Linked DNA regions of Mus musculus: all the other regions are linked to region 4. Evidence: chromatin contacts called from public HiCAR-type and HiChIP or PLAC-seq data. All regions are on one chromosome and are shown on one strand. The core of a region is the stretch at or near the end of the contact, and the rest is flanking DNA. Distances in the headings are between cores, read along the strand shown.

Region 1 (4,654 bases), core at 551-3,050, 550 kb before region 4:
GCTGCTCACTCCCACAGGCAGCAGCATCACCAACTGCTTGAATAGGAGAGTCTTTATTCCAAACCCACCTTCCTGGCTGTATTCAGGGAGCTGCAGAGGAGGCTGTGTGCTAGGCTCTCTGAGTGGAGCTTAGGTCTTACACTGTGGTGTTTTCTAGGGCTCATGACTCCCTTGCAAGTGCCCTAAATCTTTTAACAAAAAACACATTGAGAACTAGCTTTTGGCCTGTCCACCATAAGGCCGCAGAGAGGCTAGGCCTGTGGTGTTGGTGTTGGTGGATAAATCAGATAGCCTTGGTTCTGCCCTTGTGACTCAGAGATGGTCATTACCTCATAGCTCCCAGGAGTTGCTCCTCCTCATGACCACTTCTACCCCCAGGTCTGGGGCAGAGCAGCCACCTAAACAGTCACTCCCTGCTGTCTCCAGAACTTCTACTGTGACAGTTAAAGCTGCCTTCTATGTGAGAAGGCCCTAAGGAGACTGGAGCTGTGGTGTGAAGACCCTGGCTCAGGGGAAGACAGGACTGAACAGGAGCCCTGAGGGAACCCACACTATATTAGGAAGGACTCTGAGTAAACCACTTGCCTTGGTTTCTTTAACTGTGAGGAGGAAAGGATGGCCCTGACACCGCTGCCTCCTCTTAGGGGCCTCAAGAGATGAAACAGGAGAATCCTGTAGATATGCCTTGAGCACACCACCCAGGCCAGACTGAGTTCCATCAGCACAAATCGAGGGATCCTGTTAACGTCTAATATGCCCAAGGTTTATGGCTTCCCCAGAGCAGAATTCTCTCATATTCCAAGTGTCAAAGGTCAAATACTACAATCTGCAAACATGTGAGAAAGAATTATTCAGGTGGTGCCGGCATCCACATGTGTGAGTGTGCATGTGTGTGCCCCCGGGGGCCAATGGCCCTGTGGGAGATGGTGGGAGGTGGCCCACCCAGAAGTGTCAGTTCAGCCCAGATGGAGGATGGCTGAGTTCCTTCACTTACCATCTGTGGTCTGGGGGTCGGAACAGGATAGATGCTGGGAAGACCATGAGTAACAGTGGGGTTTGAGGCTGGAGAAGCGAGGATAAAGGGGTTCCCTTTGCTCACTCTTCCAGATGGCCAGAGACACAGTGAAGGGTGTCCATCAGCCACTGTCACCCTCTTGGTCCACTCCTCTTTCTCTTGTATGTCAAGTTAATGGCAAACCTAATTCTGAGCCGACTTAGGGGATGGAGGTAGGGCATGGAGTATGCCATCTGGGGACTAAGGATCCCCAAGAAATGAGAAGCAGCTCTCTGGGTCTGGAATACGCAGACTCTTTACTACGCTGAGGAGATTCTGGTGAGTAAGGAACCTGGATGGATGCTCCAGGTAGGAGTGGGTTGGATAAAGAACCTTGGACCTAAATAGCTCAGAATTCAGCTCTGACACTGCAAGGAGCCCTTGGCAAGCCCTTGGAGATGGCCCCTCTTGACAGAGCCATGTTGTCTCTGGGAAGCTCCAGCTTCCAGGTTAGCATTGGCTCAGCAGAGGAACTTCCCAAACCCTTCTCCTTGTTAGCCACGTTTGTTGTAGTATCTCCCCCAATCCTCCCCATTCCTGGGTCCCTGGTCCTTCTCATTCATGTACCCAGGACAAAAGTCAAATCCTCCCCCACTGACCTTCTCCAGCTGTATGTAGGGTTGTTATGAAGCCAGGCTGGGGAGGTTGCAGGTTGGAGAAGAGCGGTCTGGGCCTGGTTCTGGGGTTCAGCCTTGCAGGGGATCACAGAGCAATGTGCTGCTTCCTGTTTCCAAAAGGCTGCATATTAATTAGGACGCTAGTTTGCTTCACCTATTCTGGGATGAGTTCCCGAAAATAGTATAAGAGGAAGAGAGCTCTCCTCCCGCTCTCTGCTTGCTCGCTCTCCTCCCTGCTCTGGCCTGCGCCTGCCTCCAGGCAGTTCTCACTGAAAGTGCTGTGGCAGTGGGAGGGAGGAGCCAAAGAAGGTGTTAATTCGCACACATCAAAGATGCACACTTTCATCTGGCTGCAGAAAAGAGAACAAGGGAACTCACACAGCTTTAGTATGATCAATGAACTTCCTCCCTTCTCAGAGGGGTTTGAAAAGAAGACGAAGAAGAAGAAAATCACCAGGCTTAAGAAAACCTTCCCAGTAGCTTCTACAATTCAAAGGACCTTCTCTGCCATATTACCTGCCTGGACTTCCTGGGGCCACGGTGGTGTCTGTTGGGCTTTAGAAAGGTTCCTGAAACTCCTGGTGGTCAGTCAGCAGATGTCAGAGCCAGACTGTGCTTGGGCCTGAGCTCTGAGCCCCTAGCAGGAGTGGGAGAGACTGGTAGGTTGGGGCTAGGGGCAGAAAGGGGAACAGTCCAGGCCAGGTCTCCTGTCTGTCCTTGAGCTGGTACTGTTGGAATGGAGGGGCTGTGTACCTCTGGAGGACATTGATACTGAAAATAATTGACCTTGAATTTGAACACAGGCCCTGCTGCTGACAACTAAGTGATACTCTGGGTCTGGGAACCAGAAGCAATCCTGGAGATCATTATTATTTGCATAAAAGTATTTCAGCAGGGCCAGAAAGATGGCTTGGTGGGTAAAGTCACTTGGCTATGCCAGTCAACAGAGATTCTGAGACTGCTTGACTCCTGGACTCTAGTCAGTCCTGGAATTCAGGCACTGAGTGTGAGTCTCTTCCTCCCTCCTGTCCCATGGAGTGCCCTCCTTACCCTGTTAGAGCTGAAATCTTGGCAGCCATGCTCAGCCATGCTGGGCTAGGTGGGTGGTGACATTGTTTTCTGGCTTTAGAGAGACAGAAACCCCTCCAAGGCAAGGCGGATCCTCTCTGCGTGCTCCTGTGACTCTTCTGCCTCTTTTTGGATGCTCTATGCTGAGAGACCAATTGCTTACTTTGAAGATGTGAACCCTGCTCAAAAGATTTTTGAGGGTCTGGAGAGACAGTTCGGTGGTTAAGAGCCCTCAGAGGTCCTGAGTTCAATTGCTAGCAACCACATGGTGGCTCACAACCATCTGTGATGAGATCCGATGCCCTCTTCTGGTATGTCTGAAGACAGTGACAGTGTACTCATTTACATAAAAATAAGTAAATAAATCTTTCAAAAAAAAAAAAAGAAAAAAGAAAGAAAATACTTTTGAGCTGGGTGAGGTGGTATGCGTCTTTAATTCCAGCATCCAAGAGGCAGACGCTGGTTGGATAACTGAGTCCAAAGCCAGCCAGAGCTTCACAGTGATACCCCATGTTAACAAGCAACTATGTTTGAAAGCTTTCTCCTTGTTTTCCTTCAGAGCCCGCTTAACTCATGAAAACCCACAGCTATGTGCCACACATCATGCTAAGGGCTGGACAGGCATTCATTACTTAAGTTTGTAGCAGTGTGTGAGCCAGGTACCATTACCACCATTTAAGCAGAACCTGATTCAAAAATCAAAATACTTTTAGCATGTACCACTATTTTAGCAAGCATCCCGACAAGGTGAGGATAACGGGTACACAGGTCTGCCCACCTGTGAGCTATCTTTGCTCCCAAGCCCTGGATCCCTAATGACATTCATGGGTTCCTCTGGGCCTGTCCCACTGTTGGATATTCACAAAAACTCTCCCTTTGGAGCCAGCACTGCAATTGTGTGAGATTGCTACACTCCCTCTGGACGACATTGCTCAAGTCTAGCTTTATCTGCTCTGCCTCTCCCAAGCAGAAATTGGTCTGGATTTGTCCCCTCCACATGCATTTCCCTGTGGTTAAGGTGTTGCTGAGAACTGAGGCCTCAGTGGGAGATGGTAACAGCTTGCTTGACTGAAGCTGAGGAGACACAGACATCACAAGAAACTGTGGATTCAGAGAAATGGCTGAGGAGAAGGGTGTGCTGTAGCCTGGGTGCTTCTCACTGGTGTGCTGAGTTGGCATGTCAGCCATATTGGCCCTTTTAGGTCTTGAAAAATGGGAGCGGTTTTTAAAAGCTTTCAGGTGAAGAGAAGGACGCAGTGCCTGGCAGCAAAAGTGGAGGAACAGAATCCACAGGTTTTCTGACGTGTCCCAGCCACTTCTAATGCAGCCACCTCACCCACTGAACAAGAATATGCCAGTCAGTCAAGACTAGCCAAGGATGCGGTGGCCAGGATGAGGAGACAGCAGAGTCAGGCTGGCCTGCAGAGCGGATGGGCAGAGGGAGAGGAAGATGAGCTGACTGGCTTCCTGAGCAACTCTTGCCCCATAAGCCTGGAGGACTGCCTCGATTGTGCTGCTATCTGCCCTGACCAGCCCCTTCTGCCTAGATCCCCTCGAAGACTCTCATGAGGAGACACCATGGGCAACTGGCCTTGTATCTCCACAAACCATTGAAGCTCCTGAGCTTAGTTCCTTACTGGCAGCTCCGGGGGAAAGGTGAGCCAAGTCGGAACACATCACTCCACCTGTGACTCAGCTGCTGGCACCTGAGCAGAGTCCAGGGCAGTCCTGCCTGACATCCTGAGCAATCTGGTGTGTGTGTGTGTGTGTGTGTGTGTGTGTGGTGTTAATGTGGTCTATGTGTGAGGTTTGAGGGTTGTATATGTGTGTGGTATGAGTGTATGTGTGTTGTGTGATGTGGTGGTGGTGGGGGGATTTTTGTAGTAGTGGTATATGTATATATGTTTGTTAGTAT
Region 2 (4,515 bases), core at 1,362-3,861, 830 kb before region 4:
GAAGTATTTCTGTGAACTGGAAGGAACCCAGAATTTTTACGTGCAGTAGAAAATTTAGAAGTGTGTTAATGTACAAATGAAGAGTTGAAAATATAAAAGAAAAATCAATCATAACTCAAATATTCACTTTAGTGGATAATCACTATCTGTTGCTTTAAAAATGTCTTTTTTTAACTTTTTTTTTTTTTTGTAACTGATGAAAAAAATAATAATGCCTGGATAAGGTGAGCTTGTTAAACACACTGCTTTCTAGGGTCAAGAAGCAAATGATGATTCTTCACTAATCTGCTTGGCTCTCACATCTTGATCTAATTTGTTGCCTCTTCCTGATTTTCATCCAATAAAGGACTTCTTCTTTAAATAGTTGCTACTTTGTTGCTTTTGAGATCTGAATCAGAGACTGTAACACAAGGCTGCAAGCTCCATCCTGTCATTTTGTAGCATGTATCTAATTAAGACTTCTTGCAGGTCCATAAAAAGACCCAATGTTAAGAAACCAGTGTGTATTAAAGAAAGCCTTGGGGAAGATCTGAGAAGGGGGTTTCTTCATTAAACTAAGCAAATTTGATTAAAAGCCAAGTAGAGTAATAATACCTTAATTTGTGTTTAAATATTTTAAAATATTGCTCAAGCATAATCATATCATGTTAACTAACACATTGAAGGTGTGGGGCTAAAATTGGGTCATCTTCTTCCCAGCATCACCCCAGCCTTGAGGGAAACCCTATAGATAAGAAAATGGCTGATAGCACTGCCTGTTCATCTCAGGAAGATAACCAAAGCATATTTCATTGAAATCAATTTATAAATTTGACTCACTTCAATGTATTGATTTGGTCAGAGTCTGAGTTACACAATAGCAACATAAACCCCATTTCAAGGGCTCATGTGCTGTAGCCACTGTCCTATGTTATGAATGTTCTTTCGGGGTACAAACTTGGCTACTGGACTTCCCTTGGGAGACCATTATAAGTGATGCTTTTATTCCTTCATTGGCCACAGTGTCCCTGACTAGTGACAGTTCCCAGAGGGCAAAGGTCTTTCAGCAAAAGAGCAGATTGTGCAAGACCTAGTTAGGAGCGGTTGCTCAATGTGTGTCTAAATTAGAATCTCCCTGGCAGAGCTTCTAAGATGGCTCAGCAGGTGGGGGTGCCTGCTGCCTCGATTGCTAATTCGAGTTCCATCCCTAGGACCCATGTGGTGTCAGACAAAGAGACAGAGCTTTCTCTTCTACAGGTTGACTTCTACATGGATGTTGAACATACACACACACACACACACACACACACACACACACATGTAAAAAAATAAGAAAGAGAGACATGAAGAAAGAAAAAGAAAACATTTCCACGTCAAATGACACTGTCCTTTCATGATCCTAAGTCAGGTGGGGCCTGCGTGAGCAGAGGCCAATGCTGGGGTTTTCCTATGTGCACTTTGCCACCCAGGGCTAAAGCATTAGGATAATTGAAGGTCTAAGCACACATTTCAGCAGAAGATCGAGACCACCTTCCCAGTCATTCTGCTTCCCAGCCATCTTCAGGCATGCGAAGTGGATGTTGTAGTATAAATAAATAAATAAATAAATAAACAAATAAATAAATGAAGGGAGGAAGGAAGAAGACTTGCCATTTTCTGACCAACAGAGATGGCAAAAGCCATTTAGATTTTTTTGTCCAGTCAGTTGAGTCAGGCTTGGACATGTAAGAAGCTCATTCTGCTTGTGTGTGTGTGTTTTTTCTTCTTCTGTGGATGCAGGAACACAGAAGGAAAAGTAGGGGAGAGAAACCTGGCACCTGGCTTCTTTTCAGGAGCCCCAGAGGACTAGTCTCCATGGCTCATTATCCTTCCAGGAGATAGAGCTGGGAGTTCCCTCCCTCTTGTCCTGCCACCACTAACATCCCTTTCTGAGTCATCTTGGAACAGAACCATGAACAGCCAAGTTAGTGCCTGCTGTGTACTTCTCCACGTTGTTTCTCAGAGGCTGCCTGGCCTGGCCAGTGACTTTTGACTCTAGAGGCAAGCCTGCATTCAGGTGTTGGGCTTTGCTTCTTTCTGCTTTAGTGGTAACAAAAGCAACAGAATTCTTCAAATGTATTCCCAGAGAGAAGAAAAAGTAAAGAAATGTGTATGTATATATATATATATGTGCATATGTGTATGCATGCTTGTGTATATATGATACACACACACACACACACACACACACACACACATATATATATATATATATATATATATATATATATATGCACGTGCATATGTATATTAATTTTGTTGTCTCTCATTGCTTCAAGCTAGATGGGAGATAGGGTGAACATTGATGGATAAAGCGCATGTGCTCCTTGCCCTCAGCCCCAAGATCTCTTCCAATATCCCCTGAAAGCTATAGCTCTAGCTGCTATGCCTGCTGCCGCTGTCCATCGTCCTGGCGCTTCCTTCTGCATAATCTCTATTCTTTCCAGAGTAGGATGTGCTCAGGCCAGGGCCAGGACGCCCTCCAGTAGACCCTGAGCTGGCCTGCAGGTGCGCCGGGTTAACCCCGCCCCGCCCGACCCAAGGCCCCGCCCTCACACAAGACCCCACCCCATCGCTTTCGTCACGATGACGCAAGGCCCGCGCCTGCGCAGCGCGGCCGCACCCCCGGCCGCCCGCTCGGTATTATGATTAGCCCTGGGTGCGGGGTTCCGGCGGCCGGGAGGGAGTTGTCGACGCCGCGGCCGCTGCGGACGGATGCCCGCCTGCCGGCTGAGGTAGGGCGAGCGCGGCGCGGGAGCGTGGGCCGGGTCTGCGCTTCTCCTCAGCGGCCGCCTTAGCGGGGCTGGGCTGGCGCCGCCGCAGGCGGAAAGTAAGTTGCGCGCTCGGCCCGGGGTGCCCTGCGCAGAGGACGCGGCCCGCGGCACCACCCCGGCCCCGAGCTCGCCCGGCCTGCGGGCTTCGCGCAGCCCGGCCCGGCCCTGCCCTTGCGGCCGCCGCGGGATTGCGGCAGCGCGGGAGTCGACGCGGCCCCGCGCCGCGCCCGCAGCGGGCCCCGGGCGACGCGAGATCCACGGGCCTCAGTTTCCCCGTGGGCCGCGAGTCCCGCTGCAGAGCCGGGCGGCCGCCGCCTCACGATAGCTCGGGGACGCGGTTGTCTACGGAGAAGGGCGCTCGGCTGCGGAAGGGGCAGCGGTGCGGCTCCCCGGGGACTGCTCGGATTTTTTCGCGTTAGGAGACGCTGTTCTTTTCCGTAGACATCGCCTGTTGATTTCTTTCCGAACCATTTGCAATAAAAACAAACACCTTGTTGCCTTTTGCTTGGACTCGGGAGCCAGGAGAGTGGCAGCCCTTTAAGCTTAGGCTTCCTCCAGCTGTGATGTTCTTAAACAGTGGGGTCAGCTACAACCTAGGAGCTTCGCTGTGAGTTCGGGTCGTGTATGCATTGGGGAATTTCTCTCCGGGGTTCCTAAGACTGTAGAAGTCAGAGGCTGTAGGGCCTCTGGGCTGTCAGGTTTCTTACTTTCCCTTCCGTTTAAATGAGCGTATTCTCCAAGTCTTAGGAGCCTTGGTGAAACCACCTGGATGCTTGAAGTGTTTTGTCAGGTTTAAGGTGAAGTAAGCGATGGACCTACAGGTGTACAGCTCTTTCTGCTGAGTTTCCAACAGATTCCTGTCCAGGGTCAAAAGGCTCAGTTTGGATTCTTTGTAGGGATTGGGACACTGTCCCAAATTGATCCCTAACTTATCACAGTTCGTATCGGTGCAGTCTGAAGCCCAGGTTGTCAAGGATTATGTAATCAACTTGTTAATTTCTAATCTTGTTACAGTGTTTTCCAGATTTATAAAACCATTCCCTTCAGAGAAATCTGTCTTCAGCGTCTGGTTAAATATTTCTCTTGGAATTGGGTTCTTGAAGACAATTCTGTATGTGTGTTAATTAAACATACTAATTAGACAAGTTTCTTTCAGAGAACATCAAATACATAGCAATTTTTCTGGCTGTCAGTGTAAAATTGACCCATTTTACAGACCTAGGGATGAAAGAAATTATATGACATTCCCAAGGTCACATAATGAAGCTGGGTTAAAAAAAAATCGAGGGCATAGCACTGACTTAATATTCCTGTCCTCAAAGCTTTCTGATCAGAAACTCTTAAGTGCCACTTTTTGACTTTTAAATTTTTGCACAGCTAGTTATTTTACTTTATGCAGAAATTTTCTTTTATCCTTTTATGCTCTTCTGAGTAAATTTTATAGTATTCTGAGTAAATTTTAATGAATAATTGCAGTATGACACATTTGATTAAACAATGATTCTCAACCTTCCTAGTGCTTGGACCAGTACATTTCCTCATGTTGTGGTGACTCCTAACCATAAAATTATTTTCATTGCTACTTCATAACTATAATTTTGGTGCTGTTATGAATCACAATGTAAATATCTGTGTTTTCTGATGGTCTAAGGTGACCCCCACGAAAGGGTCGTTTGAAAGCAAAGAGGTCGCAGCTCACAGTTGAGAGCTACTGGTTTAAAAC
Region 3 (4,420 bases), core at 191-2,690, 530 kb after region 4:
ACATAATTTGAAACTAAAATAACTTTAAAACCTAGTTTTAGTATAATGCTTTATAGCAGTACTCACTCTTCAAATTTTATTGTGCAAATCGTCTTCCCATCCCACAGATGCCGTAAAACACAAATCTGGGGTTAGTAGTTTGGGGCTGGAGCCTGGAACTCTTCATTTTCAACAAATATCCTGAACCTTCAGAGTCTACAGGACAGTGAACCATTTTTGTGTTTATAGAATATAAGAATATAAGCACTTCCATATATATTATCTTGTTTGTTCCTCGTCACAGTTTAGAGAGATTTGCCAAGACACATATGTTCAACCAAACCCTGCGCATATACAGGTGTAATGAAGTGGATAACTGATTAGCTGTCAACCAAAAAGGGGCATGCAGACAAATAAACAGCTGGAGCTGACCCTCCATACCTAGAGCTCCACATCTGAACAAGGGCAAGATACTCAGGAAAAGAAAAGGTGTTTATGTTAAACACATACAGATTTCATTTTCTTGTCATGATTCCTGAAAGACAACAAAACAAAACCAAACAAAACTGCTGAGAACTATTTGCATAACATTTACATCTATTAGGTAGTATGAGCAGAGACCTGGAAACATTTAAACTAGATGGGAGAAAGCCTGCAGGTCAGTGACTTCAGTATCCCTGGATTTAAATAGTGTTCAAACCAAGCAGGAAACAAAGGGGTTGTGGGTGGGGGTAACTTTACGGGGAGGTGATTTTAGCTGGGAAGGAAAGAAGAGACACCAGAAGCTGATCAGCAGGCTCTCGGCAGGCACTAGGAAGTTCCATCCACCGGGAGTTCAGGCAGGGAAGGTCCCAAATCAGAGGGAGGGTAGGCGGGGCAGTCAGGCCTGTTTGTAGAAGTGAAGGCGGGATTTCAAAATAAGTCCGGAGTAAGCCTTGAGGGTTCAAGTTCAAGAGTGACAGGCCTGGGATTGGTTTTAGATCACGCTGGCGGCTGTGTGGGAAACGTAAACTATCCCCAGTCACCTCATAGGAGCTATGTGTGTTATCTAGAGCCATGGCAACCTGGAGTGGTGAGAACTGCTTGGGGTTCAAGAAACCCAGTAAGGACGACAAGCCTCTCTGGGCACACTTAGGACGTCCAACACAGATGCTCTCATTCGAGGGGACCCGAGGGAAGCCTGGCGCACCCTTGACTCTCCAGCAGCGGCGGGAAACTGAACAGTCCGCGGCAAAAGTACTGCGGGAATTGCAACTCTCTCCCGGTGCCCAGAGAGGGACGCCAAAACTCGGCGTGCGCATCACTGGCCTGCAGGGGGCGCCCCGCCCCGCCCCGCTCCCGCCCCGCCCTCCGAGCCTCCGCCCCGCCCCGCCCCGCCCCGCCCCGCCCTCCGAGCCTCCGCCCCGCCCCGCCCCGCCCCGCCCTCCGAGCCTCCGCCCGCGCCCCTGCGCGGCCCGGGGCGGGCGCAGCCGGCCAGCGAGCTCCCGGGACTGACGACCCGCGCGCTCACTTCCGCGTCCCGCCGCCGGCCGCCGCCATCGGACAATGGGCCGCGCGCCGCGGCTGCAGTGAGCTCTGCTGGATCCGGCCACCGGCCCCAGGCCAGGGGCTGCCCGGTGTGTTTGCAAGTTCGATTGTTCGACGTGGATGTGAGTTTACTTTTTTTCTGTGGACGTTCTCTGTCTTCTTTCGCCTGTTTTGGGTTTTGTGACTTGGAGAAGAGAACTTTTCTAAGCAGGCCGGGCACGGCTGAAGGCTGCTCTGCCCCCACGTGGACGCTCCCCGGGGGAAAAGAAGTCTGAAAGTAAACTTAGCCCCGCTGGCCTGAAGGCCTCAACTCTGGCTGGACTGTGAGTTTTGGAGTCATGACCTTCTTGCTGGGCAGGTGGGAATCTTTATCTGCCTTAGGCTGGACCTGAAACCTCGGCCAGCACCCAAATCTCCCCCACCACATTCACACCTTGAACCAGGGCTAGGCCCCGGACACTGATCTACAACATGGATAAATACGATGATCTGGGCCTTGAGGCCAGTAAGTTCATCGAGGACCTGAACATGTATGAGGCCTCCAAGGATGGGCTCTTCCGGGTGGACAAGGGTGCTGGCAACAACCCAGAATTTGAGGAAACTCGAAGGGTGTTCGCGACCAAGATGGCCAAAATCCACCTCCAGCAGCAGCAACAGCAGCAGCTCCTACAGGAGGAGGCCCTACCTAGGGCAGGCAGAAGCCCGGTCAACGGTGGGAACCGTCAGGGTGCGAGCGGCAAGCTGGCTGCAGATGGGGCCGCTAAGCCTCCTCTGGCTGTGCCAACAGTGGCACCTGGATTAGCTACTACCACTGCGGCCGCGCAGCCCTCGTACCCATCTCAGGAGCAGAGGATCAGGCCATCTGCCCATGGTGCAAGGCCTGGCAGTCAGAACTGTGGTTCCAGGGAGGGGCCTGTGAGTTCCCAGAGACCTGCTTTACACGGCCTGAGTCCCTCCTGTGAAGACCCTTCCTGCCTCACTCACGGAGACTATTATGACAATTTCTCTTTGGCAAGCCCACAGTGGGGTGATAAACCTGAAGGGTGCCCCAGCGTGAGTCTGGGTGTAGGAAGTGGATGGCCTGGTTGCCCAGGGAATGACTCCACATTGCCCAAATCCTGTGGAGACCATCACCCTTACCAGCCACAGCTCTCCACAGTGTGCTCTGGCAGGTCTTTTGAAAGTGGCATCAGTGGCCAGGACGGTGGCATTGGTGGCCATAGCAGCGAGAAGCCAACAGGCCTTTGGTCCACTGCCTCCTCTCAGCGAGTGAACCTCGGTTTTTCTTCCATGGGCTTGGAGAATGGGACCTCCGCTCAACCCAAGGGCACAACTGTTTCAGCACCGATGGTCCCTAGCAGCGCCAGCCAAGGAGCTTGTCCGAAAAGAGATTCAGGTCTGGGATATGAGGCTTCAGGCAGGGTCTTCAAACCCCTTGTGGACACTCAGCCTTGGCTGCAGGATGGGCCCAAGTCTTACCTCTCAGTTTCTGCTCCATTATCCTCGACAGCTGGCAAGGACAGTACCCAGCCAGGTATGACCACCGGGCTGGATCCTAAGTTTGGATGCGTGGAGTCTGGCACTAGTCCCAAGCCCAGCCCCACCAGTAACGTCCATCCGGTAATGTCCACTCCATCTGAGTTATCTTGTAAAGAGAGTTCTCCCAGCTGGTCCACTGACAGTAGTCTGGAACCTGTGCTCCCAGGGAGTCCCACCCCCTCCAGGGTGAGATTGCCCTGCCAGACCCTCGCACCGGGCCCTGAGCTTGGACCCTCCACTGCGGAATTGAAGTTGGAAGCCCTCACCCAGCGTCTGGAGCGAGAGATGGATGCTCACCCCAAAGCGGACTACTTCGGTAAGTAAGATGCTTTGGAGTTGCCTGTGGTGGAGCGATGGTGTCCCCACCAGGATGCTATTATTTCTCCTTCCTCTTTCAGCTACTTCTGCTCCTTTAGAAACTTGAAAGCAGCTGCGGGCAGAAAGCAGCCTTTTGCATATGGGAGTTACCCATGTGAGCAGAGTGAAGCAGGGTGGGATTGCTCATAACTGCCCTCAAAAAAGGGAAATGAAGCTGGGAGGTGGTGATGCTCGCCTGTAATTCCGACACTTGGGAGGCAGACGCAGGAGGATCTCTGAGTTCGAGGCCAGCCTGGTCTATTATAGCTAGAGTTCCAGAACAGCCAGGGCTACACAGAGAAATCCTGCTTTGACCAAACCAAACCAAACCAAATCAACAAACAAAACAAAACAAAACAAAAAAGAGGGAAATTCTGTGAGTTTGTGTTTCAAGGGTTTGAGGTACCACCTCAAGCTTCTTGCAGTGACTGGCTTGAGCTGACCAAATTTGTGGTTGTTCTACATGGTATAAATGTGTGGGATGTGTGGCTTTTGTTTCTTGTCTTCTGTTCATATGGTGGTTCTGCAGGTAGCCATGGACCAGCATCATATCTTTGCCTAGATGCTGGTTACAAAAGGAAATCATTAGCCCCTCCCTGGATCTGCTGCAGCAGGAGCTCAGGGTAAGATCGGAGAAGGAGAGAGACTTCTGCAGGATCACGATAACAACTGGGCCAGGTGCCTCTTGACTCAGTCCACACCCAGCACCAGCCAGCAGCAGGCGATACCCGAAGGTGTGACCTGACACAAGGTGAAGGTGCTTCTCCAGGCTTTTACCCAAAGTTGCAGATTTCATTCTCTCTTCTAAAAAAAACCCACACACTCTTTACAGACGACTGGCTTCGACTTTTTTTTCTACACGATGTTTGGAGGCAGCAAGAACGTGGCTGTATTCCTTTGTTGAAAACAGTTGCCTGTCTCATGGGAGCGGGTGGCTTGGAAAGACAGCTTGTGTTTAGGAGTCTGTGGCTTTTTTCATCTTTTAATTTTCTCTCTCTCTCTCTCTCTCTCTCTCTCT
Region 4 (4,834 bases), core at 1,756-4,255:
CTATTCTTCCATCAGCTGGAGGTGGTTCTTCATCTGTGATGAAAAAGATAAATTGAAGCATTTTTTTTCTCTTTATTTTGCTGTTAACAAAGAGTCTAATGACAAGAAAATCTTATTCTGTACTTAACGATGTCTTTGAATCAATTTGGTCTGGTCTTCTCTATTGCTTTTAGTTATAACCCCCCCCCCCCCAGCACATGCAGTCACTCAATAAAAACTCACTAAAGTTTTCCATAATATTTAGTCCCCATCTGATTACAGTGAAGATGAAGAGGCCTGCACTTAGACCTCATGTATGCTCTACTATTGAGCTGTATTTCCAGCTCATAAGGTTGTATTTTTGAATTGTTTGGAACCACAGTATTTTTCCATAAAACAATGCAATAGGAATAATACAAGTATTATACAAAGCCGGGTGTGGTGGCGCACGGCTTTAATCCCAGCACTCAGCAGGCAGAGACAGGCAGATTTCTAAGTTCGAGGCCAGCCTGGTTTACAAAGTGAGTTCCAGGACAGCCAGGGCTACACAGAGAAACCCTGTCTCGAACCCCCCCCCCCCCAAAAAAAAAAAACCTCCAAAAACCAAGTACTATACATAACACAGTATACTTCAGGCACTAATTACACAGATATCTATTGACTGGTTGGCCTATTTTAGCAATAGGATACTTTATACAGTACACTAAGGTCAGTCTACTTATTTTCTATTTCACTGAAGTGATACTTGAGGCACAGAGTGAAATCACTTGCTCAAGGTTACACATCTGGTACAAAAGCTAATGCTTGAACCAAAGGCTTTCTTCAAACCATTCTATTCAATTAAAAAAATCAGATTATTTTAGGATATACCTGTTTTGGCAGCCTTTATTTCTGCTTTAATTTTCATGACCTCTTCAGCTGTTAGGTCTCCCTTTTTTAAAACCACTACTTGAGGCTGTTCATCTTCTTTGTCACTGTGATTGCCATCTTCATCTGGGAGCTGAGGCTGGATTTTCTACAGAAAATGTTTGATAATCTTTAACCAAACACTGCCATTGTGAGCAACTGTAATTTTTAAAGTGAAGTGGGCTGGGCAGTGGTTGTGTATACCTTTAATCCTAGCACTCAGGAGGCAGAGGCAGACCGATCTCTGTGAGTTTGAGGCCAGCCTGGTCTACACAGTGATTTCCAGGCCAGCCAAGACTACAAAGAGAAACCCTGTCTTGATAACAAAACAAACAAACAAGCAAAACTAGAACAAAAGCAAAATGGATAATGATCCTTGAAATGAATAGAAGATAAAATTTTAATTAAAAATAAACTCCAAAGAGTTTATTTTTACTATACCAGAAAACAGAAACTGGGAAACTTCTCCAGTGGGATTAATTTCTATCTAGACTATTGAAGGCAGTGCCACATCATCTTGCTTCCTCTTTTCTAATCAATATTTTTCATCCCTGTCTTGTCTGGATTTGATAAAACAACAACAACAAAAACCAACAAAACACCAACAACCTGACTTTACCATCCAAGCCACAAAAGTACAGAAAATAACAGGAAAATTATATTTTCCCCTACCTCTGCTCATTTGATATACTAACAGCTTCAGTTTTGTAGATATCTTTGTTTGTTTTTCAAGACAGGGTTTCCTCTGTTTAGCCTTCATTGCCCTGCAACTCCATTTGTAGATCAGGCTGGTCTGGAAGTCAGAGATCTGCCTGCTTCTTCATTCTGAGTTCTAGGATTCAAAGACATGTGCCACCACTGCCCAGCAGATACTATTAGCTGCTATTCAAGGACACACAAATAGTTATATAAAAGGTTTTGTACATAAACAATACTGTACATAATTGTTTAACTTTTGAAATTTATCAAACAGAAACCTAGTACTCACTGTACAAATGTAACAATTATATTTTGTCAGCTAAGTCAAAACATTTCTACTTTTTAACTAAGAAAGGTTTTGCATACTTTGAGATAAATACAGAATTATCTCATTTTTCAAGCAACTGTCTAATATTTAATTTTGGGCAGTCATCTTATGGGGAATACCCTGCATGACTTGGCCTTTGCCCACTACTATATTTTATCCCATGTAACTTTCACAGCTTCTAAGAGTCTAGACAACTAAGTTTGAGTACTCAACTGTCCATTATGTCTGTCTTTTTTTCTCAAACTGTGTCTAGGATGCTCCAGGCCATCTCTTACATAGCTAGCCCTCAAAACTAAAGAATCCCTAGATGCGCTTTTGAACACAACTGCATGTCCTCTTGTTTGACCTGTGCATAGCTTCTCGGCAGCAAGAACGCATTGTGTTTTCAATGTTACCTTCATTAGACAACCCCCTTTGAGAAGTACTGTTTCATTTCCCTATCTTGAGACACACAGCTTGGTAAACAGCAGGGGTTCTACTAGTCCTGGCTGATTCCTTCAAAGACTCCTGATTCGAGTCGTTTAATCAAGTGGCTTCGGTCTCCTTATCTGAAAAAGGGGACGACGCTGTCAATCACCTTGCTCAGGTAAAGTGAGATCCGCAAGTAAGAAAGGACAGAAAAGCTGTCTAGACTAGCTACTAGGGCTAGGTCGTTTTCAAGAATAGCACCCTGCAAGTAAGAATTCCTGGACCCGAGAGGCCAGACCTGGGGTCCGGCTGGTCGCGAGTGAGGGACCTGTCAGTTACGTCGGCACCGAGGAGCCGGAAGTGGGGTGGAGATAGAGGGTCTGACTCGGGGCGACTCCCGCGGCCTCACCTTGGTCTCTACGGTGGGCCCCTCCTTGTAGCCGACTCTCTCTTTGAAGCGGGACAGGAAGGCGGGCTCTGCGGGCCGCACATAGGACACTTGGTTCCGCTTGCTCATGGTAGTTCTGGTTCTGACCAACAATAAATAGCACTCGGCAGACTTGGCAGGGTACAAAGTGTCTGTCGCCCGCGCGGACTTCTGACGTAGACCGTGTTAGTGACGCCATCCGACCACGCCCAGGAGGCGTGGTCCGTTGGGGCGCCAAATTCAAATCTGCGGCCATCTTGAAGGGAGGATTCTGGTGGTCCTGGCGTAAGCGAATCTCGGACGGGGTCGCCATGGCCCCCGGCTGCAAATGTAAGTTGCGAGCCTGCCTGGTGAACTCATCGCCGCTGGCAGATGCCGGTGCTACGGGGCGTCACCTCTTAGGGCGCCCCGCGAGGGCGACGACGGCACACGCAGTGGGAACCCGAGTTCCTCACGGAGCGCGGGCGTCCCGCCTCGGCCACCCTACACCCGAGCGCTCTTCTCTGTGCATGGGACCCTGCTGTTTCCTTGCTGGCTTCTGGTGTCCTGAGGGCGGCCCTTGCGCTGCACTTGATGCTTGATTACCTATTTCTGCCTTTTTTGAAGGGAAGGGATTTGTGTTCCCTTCGGTGGCCTACCCTCAGAGGAGGGAACTTTAAAGCGAATTGCAACGGTCCCTTTACAACAGTTCCCATTCTTCATGCAAGACTTCATGAGTTCCTGAAACCAGAACTGTATCTTAGTACAGAACCCTATAGATAATGTGCTCTGTAAACTAAGTGTACTAAGATTAGCTAATACTAAAATACCTCAATTATAGTAATAGACAGTAATAGTTATTTGAAAGTAGTCTTTGCCTCAATTATAGTAATAGACAGTAATAGTTATTTGAAAGTAGTCTTTGACATAGTGTCTTATTATACCGGTCTTTTATCCTATGAGATTCTACGGTGTCTACTTGCTGAGAGAAATTCTGTAGACAGTATGACAGAGTTAGTATCCAAAAGTCACTTGAACACAAGCATTGTGATATAGCCACTTGATCTAATAACAAATGGCTGAGACTGTTAGGAGAGTAGTGTTTATAGTACCTGGCTAAAAAGAGTTGTGTAGCATGAGGCTTTATATTGAGACCTTGTTTAAAAAAAAAAAAAAAAAAAGGCTTAGAAATTGTTTCATTCTGAATTTTCTATTTAGTTGTTTTAGATTGTGATTGATGGCTGAGGAAAAAAACATAGAAAAAAGAAGTGCAGATTATGAGTAGACTAATATATATATTAATCTGTTTTCATCACAAAGAGATTGATTTAATCCCCCACTTCCAACGTATATGAGTGCCACCTCTTATATTGCCTATTATCTTTCTTAAATTATTTTTAATTATTGGTGTGTATGTGAGTGCACATGCATGTGTATATGTGTGCACAGCTGCGAGTGTAGTTTGTGTGTAGGTTGCTTGTGTGGGTGAAGATGGCCGTGGAGTGGTTGGATACTCTAGAGCTAGCATTATGAGTGGTTGTGAGCTTCTGAATATGGGTGCTGGCATGTGTGGTTTTTTTTTTTTTCCTTTGTTTTTCGGCTGATTATAAGATTTGAGAATAAAATGAGATACTTGAGAAAATTGTGAAATTATACATTTGAAATTTACAATAGTGTTCATGTTTGTAGCTCTTTGTCAATTGTTATTGTTTCCTGATGAATTGTTTTAGTAACCCTTTAAGTCTATTACACTGATATTTGAACAGCTCTGTGTGATCTTTTCCTCTATTTAAAGTAGCCTGTCTCCTCTACCTCTTCAGCAGTAAGAGAATTTAAGCGTACAAACTAGTACATGATAGAGCTTAAATTCTTTTTAAAATCTAGGCTCGTCTTAAGGTTTCTGTGAAGCCAGACAGGGCCTGGAGCTTCTGATCCTCAGGATTTCACCTCCCAAGTGCTAGGACAGCGATAGCCTTGTAGTCAGTCAGTAACTCCTTCGGCCTCAGCCAGTCTTCTGATTTCTACCCTCACCGATTAGTTTTACCTATTCTTGAAGCTCATGAGCATGGTACATATATTCTTTTTCTTGTTGTAGTAACTGTCCTGAC
Region 5 (4,722 bases), core at 2,197-4,696, 550 kb after region 4:
ATTTCTGTGTCTTAATTCACATAATGAGTTCATCCATGAGTTTGGTCATCGTTTCTAGGTGATTTGGCAAAGTAAGCCAACTCTGCTAAAGTGGAGAGTGTCGAGAGTGTGAACATCATAGCACATACATTCTAGAGAAAAGTAAAGAACAGTGTATAGACAACATATACATGAAATATGATTGGTTGGGCTGGAGAGATGGCTTAGAGTAACCCATTAGTTACTCTTCCAGGGGACCTGGGTTTGTTTCTCAGTACCTACAGAGAGGCTCATAACTGTCTCTTAACTCTAGTTTCAGGGAATATGATGCCTTCTGGCCTCTACAGGGACTAGGCATATTCACGATACACAGATATACATGCAGGCAAAACATATATAAAATAAAAACATTTTTAAAAATGTCATTGGTGTCAGGGTGCAGCCTTGGGGACCTTCTGCTCAGGTAAAGCCAGGCCCTTGACTATACCCAAAAAAGGAATTTAAGATGGATCAGAGTGAAGTAAAGTTAGTGAATTTATTGAGATGAAGCTTAGTACACACTTCACGTTTAAGCATGGTGGAGAGGTTGGGGGAGAGAGATGTGAGGTAGAGAAAAAAAGGGAGGGAAGGAGGAAGGAGGGAAGGAAAGATACATCTTAGTTGGTAGAATTCTTGCCTACCATGCGTTCAAGCCCTGGCTACCATTCCCAGTACCATGTGGATCAGGCATGATGGTGAACACCTACAATCCCAGCACACAGATCAAGAGTTCAGGATCATCCTTCGCTACATAATGAGTTCAAGGATAACCTGAGCAACATGTTCAAAAGAAAAGTTACCTTTGGTCTTTGGCTCTTTCAACTGTTTTTTTTTTTTTTTTTAATTTTTATTTTCCTTGAATTTTTGAGAGTATTACATAATTATATTATTTCTCCTTTCTCTTTCCTCCTGCCAAACACTTCCATATATCCCTCCTTGCCTTATTTCAAATCAATGGCCTCTTGTTTTCATTAAATGCTGTTACAGATGTGTGTGAGTGTGTATTCCTAACGCAGCCTGCTGCAGCCTGTATGCTGTTACTTGTTTTTTTTTTTTTTTTTTCCGGACTGACCATTTGCTGCAGGGTAACCAGTCAGTGTGCTCTTCCCTGGGAAGTCTAACAACTGTTTCCTAATCATTGCTCTGTTTACCAGGGAACAAGTAGAAACTTTTTTTGAAAAAAAAAAATTCAGGCAGTTATTATTCAGGCAGTTAGGAAAGCTGTTAGCAGGCAGGAGCCTACTGATGACTATGGGGCTGCTGTACCAAGGCATCACAGACCAAGTGGCTGGTAAATAGCTGCATTGGCTGCTCACAGTGGAGTCTGGGAAGCCAGGGTCAGGCACCAACATATTTAGTGTTTTAGTGTTTTAAGGGGGCTGCTTCCTGGTTCATAGATGGCTTTCCTGCAGTCCTCACAGAAGGGGGTTGGAAGCTCTCAGAACAGGACTTCTTTGTGTCACCTCACAGCTCTGGCCTCTTCACAAGGCTCCATCTCTTAACATCTTCCCCCTAGTACAAACACGTTGGACTCTGGCATCTTAGCATGAGAATTTTAGGGAAGCACAGGCATTTAGTAAAAGAATAGATCTCTATCATTCTGAGATGCCTTGTGCTACCTCTGGCCTCTGCAAAGTCCCCTTTAGCAAGAGGACCCTCATTAGATATGGCCTTCCCACCTGGGACATTTAGAATTGTGAACTGAGTAACCTTTTTTCTTTATACATTATTCAGATTGTGCTATCCAGTTATAGCATAGAAAACAGACTGAAAACTGAAGATAATGTGTCAAAAGGGCCACCTTGCTGCATCCTTGTCCTAACATTAAAGGAATGAGTCAGAGGACCACAGTGCCAATTGGAGGAGACTGAGAAGCAATCCAGGAGCCACGGCATGTACAGTTGTCTCTTCTGAGCATTGGTCAGGATGCCTCATATCTCTGTAGACATGAGAGGCTGGCAGCAGACTCACTCTCACCTACTTTGTGTTTAGGAAGCTACATAAGGCGTCTCAGCAGGACCAAGGCAGACCTTTGTCTTTCTAGGTGTGGGCACTATAACAGGCTCTCACATGGTCTGCTCACTCACCCACCCCTTGATGAGTAGCTGTGTTTAGCTCATTTTAGATATGAGAACCACACGATAGCCACAAAGAGCAATCTAAAGACAGAAGAAGCCTATTGCTTTCGCCTTGTAGTGCATCTGTCTTCATTTTGGTGTTTCCCCTCCTTTTTTATCCAAATCTGTACACATTTTAGAGTTGGGACCAGAATACATTTACAGTGCTTCCTCATTTACTTAGCAGCTGTAATTGCACCAGTGCTCACATGGTAACCCACTTAGTCACTGCACAGTCTGGCTTATGAGTTATTAAATGTCTTTATTCAGTTGCTTTTTTCTGAAAAAACAAAACAAAAAACCCAAATCACTGAGCTGTTTCCTTGGCATTTATTCCCAGAAACTGCGTTCAGGGAGTGGAAGTGTGAACATCTATGTGGGTTGTTCGAGCTCTCTTGTTTCTTGATGAATTCCTCAGCCCTTGAGTGTTTGGTTGCCATGGACACATGTGCTGTGGTCTTACTTTTCCTTGCTCATGCCCTACCCACCTGTGGTGGCTATGTCCCCAACAGGATGCTCTTAGAAAGCTGTTGGTTCTCCCTAATGAGAAAGCAGGAGCAGCCTAGGCAATGCTGGCTCACACTGTCGAGAAACTTGGCTGAGCATTCTCTTCTGGTGGTGCTGGGGTTGGAATGAGAAGAAAGGAGTGTGCTGACTTGTGACAATCGTGTGGGGTTCCCTTTGGCACTTTCTGGAACAGGCTAAAAGGGAGAAAGTAGGTAAGGCCTTATATAATCACCCCAGACAGTTTGGGTCCACCCCCAGTACTGAGGAAAATGTCCCTGGCAAAGGCTGCTTGAAGAAGTAGATTAGGAATCATTTTGTGTGACAATATAGATGTCCTAAAATTGTGGTCTCAGTGGCCATCCATTACTTGGAATATACTTTGAACCATTAAAGTTACTTTAGTTAAATTCATGTGTTGATAGCCACACATGGCAGTAGCTACCTGCTCCTCCACCGTGTTCCATACTCTCTGAGAGAGCAATCTTACGGAACAGAAACGGAGAGATTGTGTATTGTGAAGAGACTGCTGACTTTGCCCAAGGAAGACCTGTATTTGATTCTTAACTCTAATATTTTCAACTCCAGCCTTTAAGTTTGACTTCTTTAGTATTTATTTACCCATCAGCAAAGGCAGACTTAGTGAAGATGCAGTAAGTTAGGCTCAAATGCCTACAGTGGAAGGTTGCATTATAGCAAGATTAATGAGATAATCTATGCTACTTCCTAAACACCCTGTGCCAGTTTGGGGCTCTCATTGGGACGGATTGATTGCCTCAGTCTGTCCTGCTCTTGCCTTGGTTTAGCACCACCTAGTGGTAGCTCTGTGCTCTAGCCAATGAGCATCTATGGTCTAGGTGAGTCTGTGTCTGTTTTTCCTGCCCCCTGGGGAGTGACTGAGCCTGAATCAAGCATTCTCTGCTTCCCTGCTCTCCAGGCTGGTGTTTCCTGGCTTTCTCCCTTCGTGCCTCCTTTCTCTAAACAGGTAGCAGTTTTAGCTTGCCTCCAGGTATGAGTTAGAGACAGTCTTGCTTTATCCAAATATGTGCTGTTAGAGAATTCTGATTACACTTACCTATGACAGTATGTAACAAAGAACCCAGTGTGTAAAGACTTCTGTAACTAGTGAAAGCTTCATTTGCATCCACTGAGGAAGGGAGAATATAGGTTAATGCCCTACCAGAATTAGGACTGTGGGGTAGGTAGCCTAGAGAAGCAGCTGGTTAGACGCCTTCAGAATCAGGTGAAGCTGTTCACTTGCTACCTGGATGAGACTAGGATTCCTCATTTATCATGTTTTGATGGGATTATAGCTCAGCAGTAGAGCACTTGCCTGTTGTACAAAGCTCTGGGTTCCATACTATTACTGGGGGAATGTATATTTTTATGGGAGTAAAGGAAACCGCCAAAGTTGAGTGTGTTCTTGAAGTATGGTTTCATGTTAATGCCAGGAGTGATCAAGTCTGGTATTACTGCTCTGTTCAGTGATAGTGATAGACAGGTGCTCTATTTCTGCTTCACTCTAGTGAATCACTTCCCCAATCTCAAATCTGGAGTAGGAGGTGAGTTTCAGGAGCAATGACTACTGAGTTTCCTGGAAGTCAGGTGACATGACAGACTCAGCAGTGAACATGTACAACAGGATTGAACATTCTTCCTTAAAACACACAAAGCCCAGGCTGAAAGGATGTGTCAGGGTTCCGAGCACCCAGTGACCTTCCTGTCTTAGCACCTGTGTTAGGCAGCTCACAAGTGCCTGCACTTTCAGCTCTAGGGGAGCTAATATCCTTTGGCCTCCCTGGGCATCTACATATAACATACATACACAAGTATGTACTCATAAACTTTAAAAAAACAAAAACAAATCTTTAAAATTAGAAAGACTATACCACGGCCCCAGGATGTGAAGGACAGTTAGCAGGTGGTTTTCTTACTCTGACAAGATAAAGCAAATAATTTGAAGGCTGTACATAGTTTCTAACTTGAAGTGAGGACTGAAGCTCAAGGTTTTTGGCACAGAACCATCTCCACCCTCTTGGGTCTTTGGTGGGGTGCTTAATGTTTAAACTGAGAATAGAGAAAA

Evidence for each region. HiCAR-type assays count read pairs that join an accessible place to other places. HiChIP or PLAC-seq counts read pairs in DNA pulled down with a chosen protein or histone mark.
Region 1: a contact with region 4 is called in an H3K27ac HiChIP or PLAC-seq map of extraembryonic endoderm stem cells, with 4 times the contacts expected there. The contact joins the promoter of A730085K08Rik here to the promoter of Kif15 in region 4. A contact is called at or near these places in 2 of 39 promoter capture datasets (the 3T3-L1 cell line and hippocampal neurons) and 1 of 115 datasets of contacts at active chromatin or transcription factors (extraembryonic endoderm stem cells).
Region 2: a HiCAR-type map of astrocytes shows a contact between it and region 4, with 2.4 times the contacts expected there. The contact joins the promoter of Snrk here to the promoter of Kif15 in region 4. A contact is called at or near these places in 1 of 39 promoter capture datasets (pre-B cells) and 2 of 115 datasets of contacts at active chromatin or transcription factors (astrocytes and pancreatic cancer cells).
Region 3: a contact with region 4 is called in a HiCAR-type map of astrocytes, with 2.4 times the contacts expected there. The contact joins the promoter of Limd1 here to the promoter of Kif15 in region 4. A contact is called at or near these places in 2 of 39 promoter capture datasets (cranial neural crest and liver), 1 of 484 Hi-C or Micro-C datasets (CD4 T cells) and 2 of 115 datasets of contacts at active chromatin or transcription factors (the 230-238 cell line and astrocytes).
Region 5: an H3K27ac HiChIP or PLAC-seq map of epiblast stem cells shows a contact between it and region 4, with 4 times the contacts expected there. The contact joins the enhancer-like site here to the promoter of Kif15 in region 4. A contact is called at or near these places in 3 of 39 promoter capture datasets (hematopoietic stem and progenitor cells, liver and pre-B cells), 1 of 484 Hi-C or Micro-C datasets (CD4 T cells) and 2 of 115 datasets of contacts at active chromatin or transcription factors (effector CD8 T cells and epiblast stem cells).

What each region holds. Positions count from the first base shown.
Region 1 is chr9:122,397,001-122,401,654 of GRCm38.p6, forward strand. It overlaps A730085K08Rik (RIKEN cDNA A730085K08 gene), which reads right to left and starts at 1,801. Exons shown (of 3, transcript NR_045967.1): 1 at 1,654-1,801.
Region 2 is chr9:122,114,655-122,119,169 of GRCm38.p6, forward strand. It overlaps Snrk (SNF related kinase), which reads left to right and starts at 2,612. Exons shown (of 8, transcript NM_001357775.1): 1 at 2,612-2,753.
Region 3 is chr9:123,477,261-123,481,680 of GRCm38.p6, forward strand. It overlaps Limd1 (LIM domains containing 1), which reads left to right and starts at 1,441. Exons shown (of 8, transcript NM_013860.2): 1 at 1,441-3,361. The coding sequence starts at 1,978.
Region 4 is chr9:122,948,076-122,952,909 of GRCm38.p6, forward strand. Kif15 (kinesin family member 15) reads left to right here and starts at 3,006. Exons shown (of 35, transcript NM_010620.1): 1 at 3,006-3,077. The coding sequence starts at 3,059. It overlaps 1110059G10Rik (RIKEN cDNA 1110059G10 gene), which reads right to left and starts at 2,925. Exons shown (of 3, transcript NM_025419.4): 1 at 2,730-2,925; 2 at 850-994; 3 at 1-33. The coding sequence starts at 2,837.
Region 5 is chr9:123,501,060-123,505,781 of GRCm38.p6, forward strand. The region is part of intron 2 of Limd1 (LIM domains containing 1); the gene reads left to right. Among named protein-coding and RNA genes, the nearest start is that of Limd1, 25 kb to the left of the region's middle. Within about 2 kb of position 3,447, at least 56 of the 459 cell types and tissues checked have an H3K27ac peak or open chromatin away from gene starts, as enhancers often do. A contact at or near this core is called in epiblast stem cells, where this site is marked.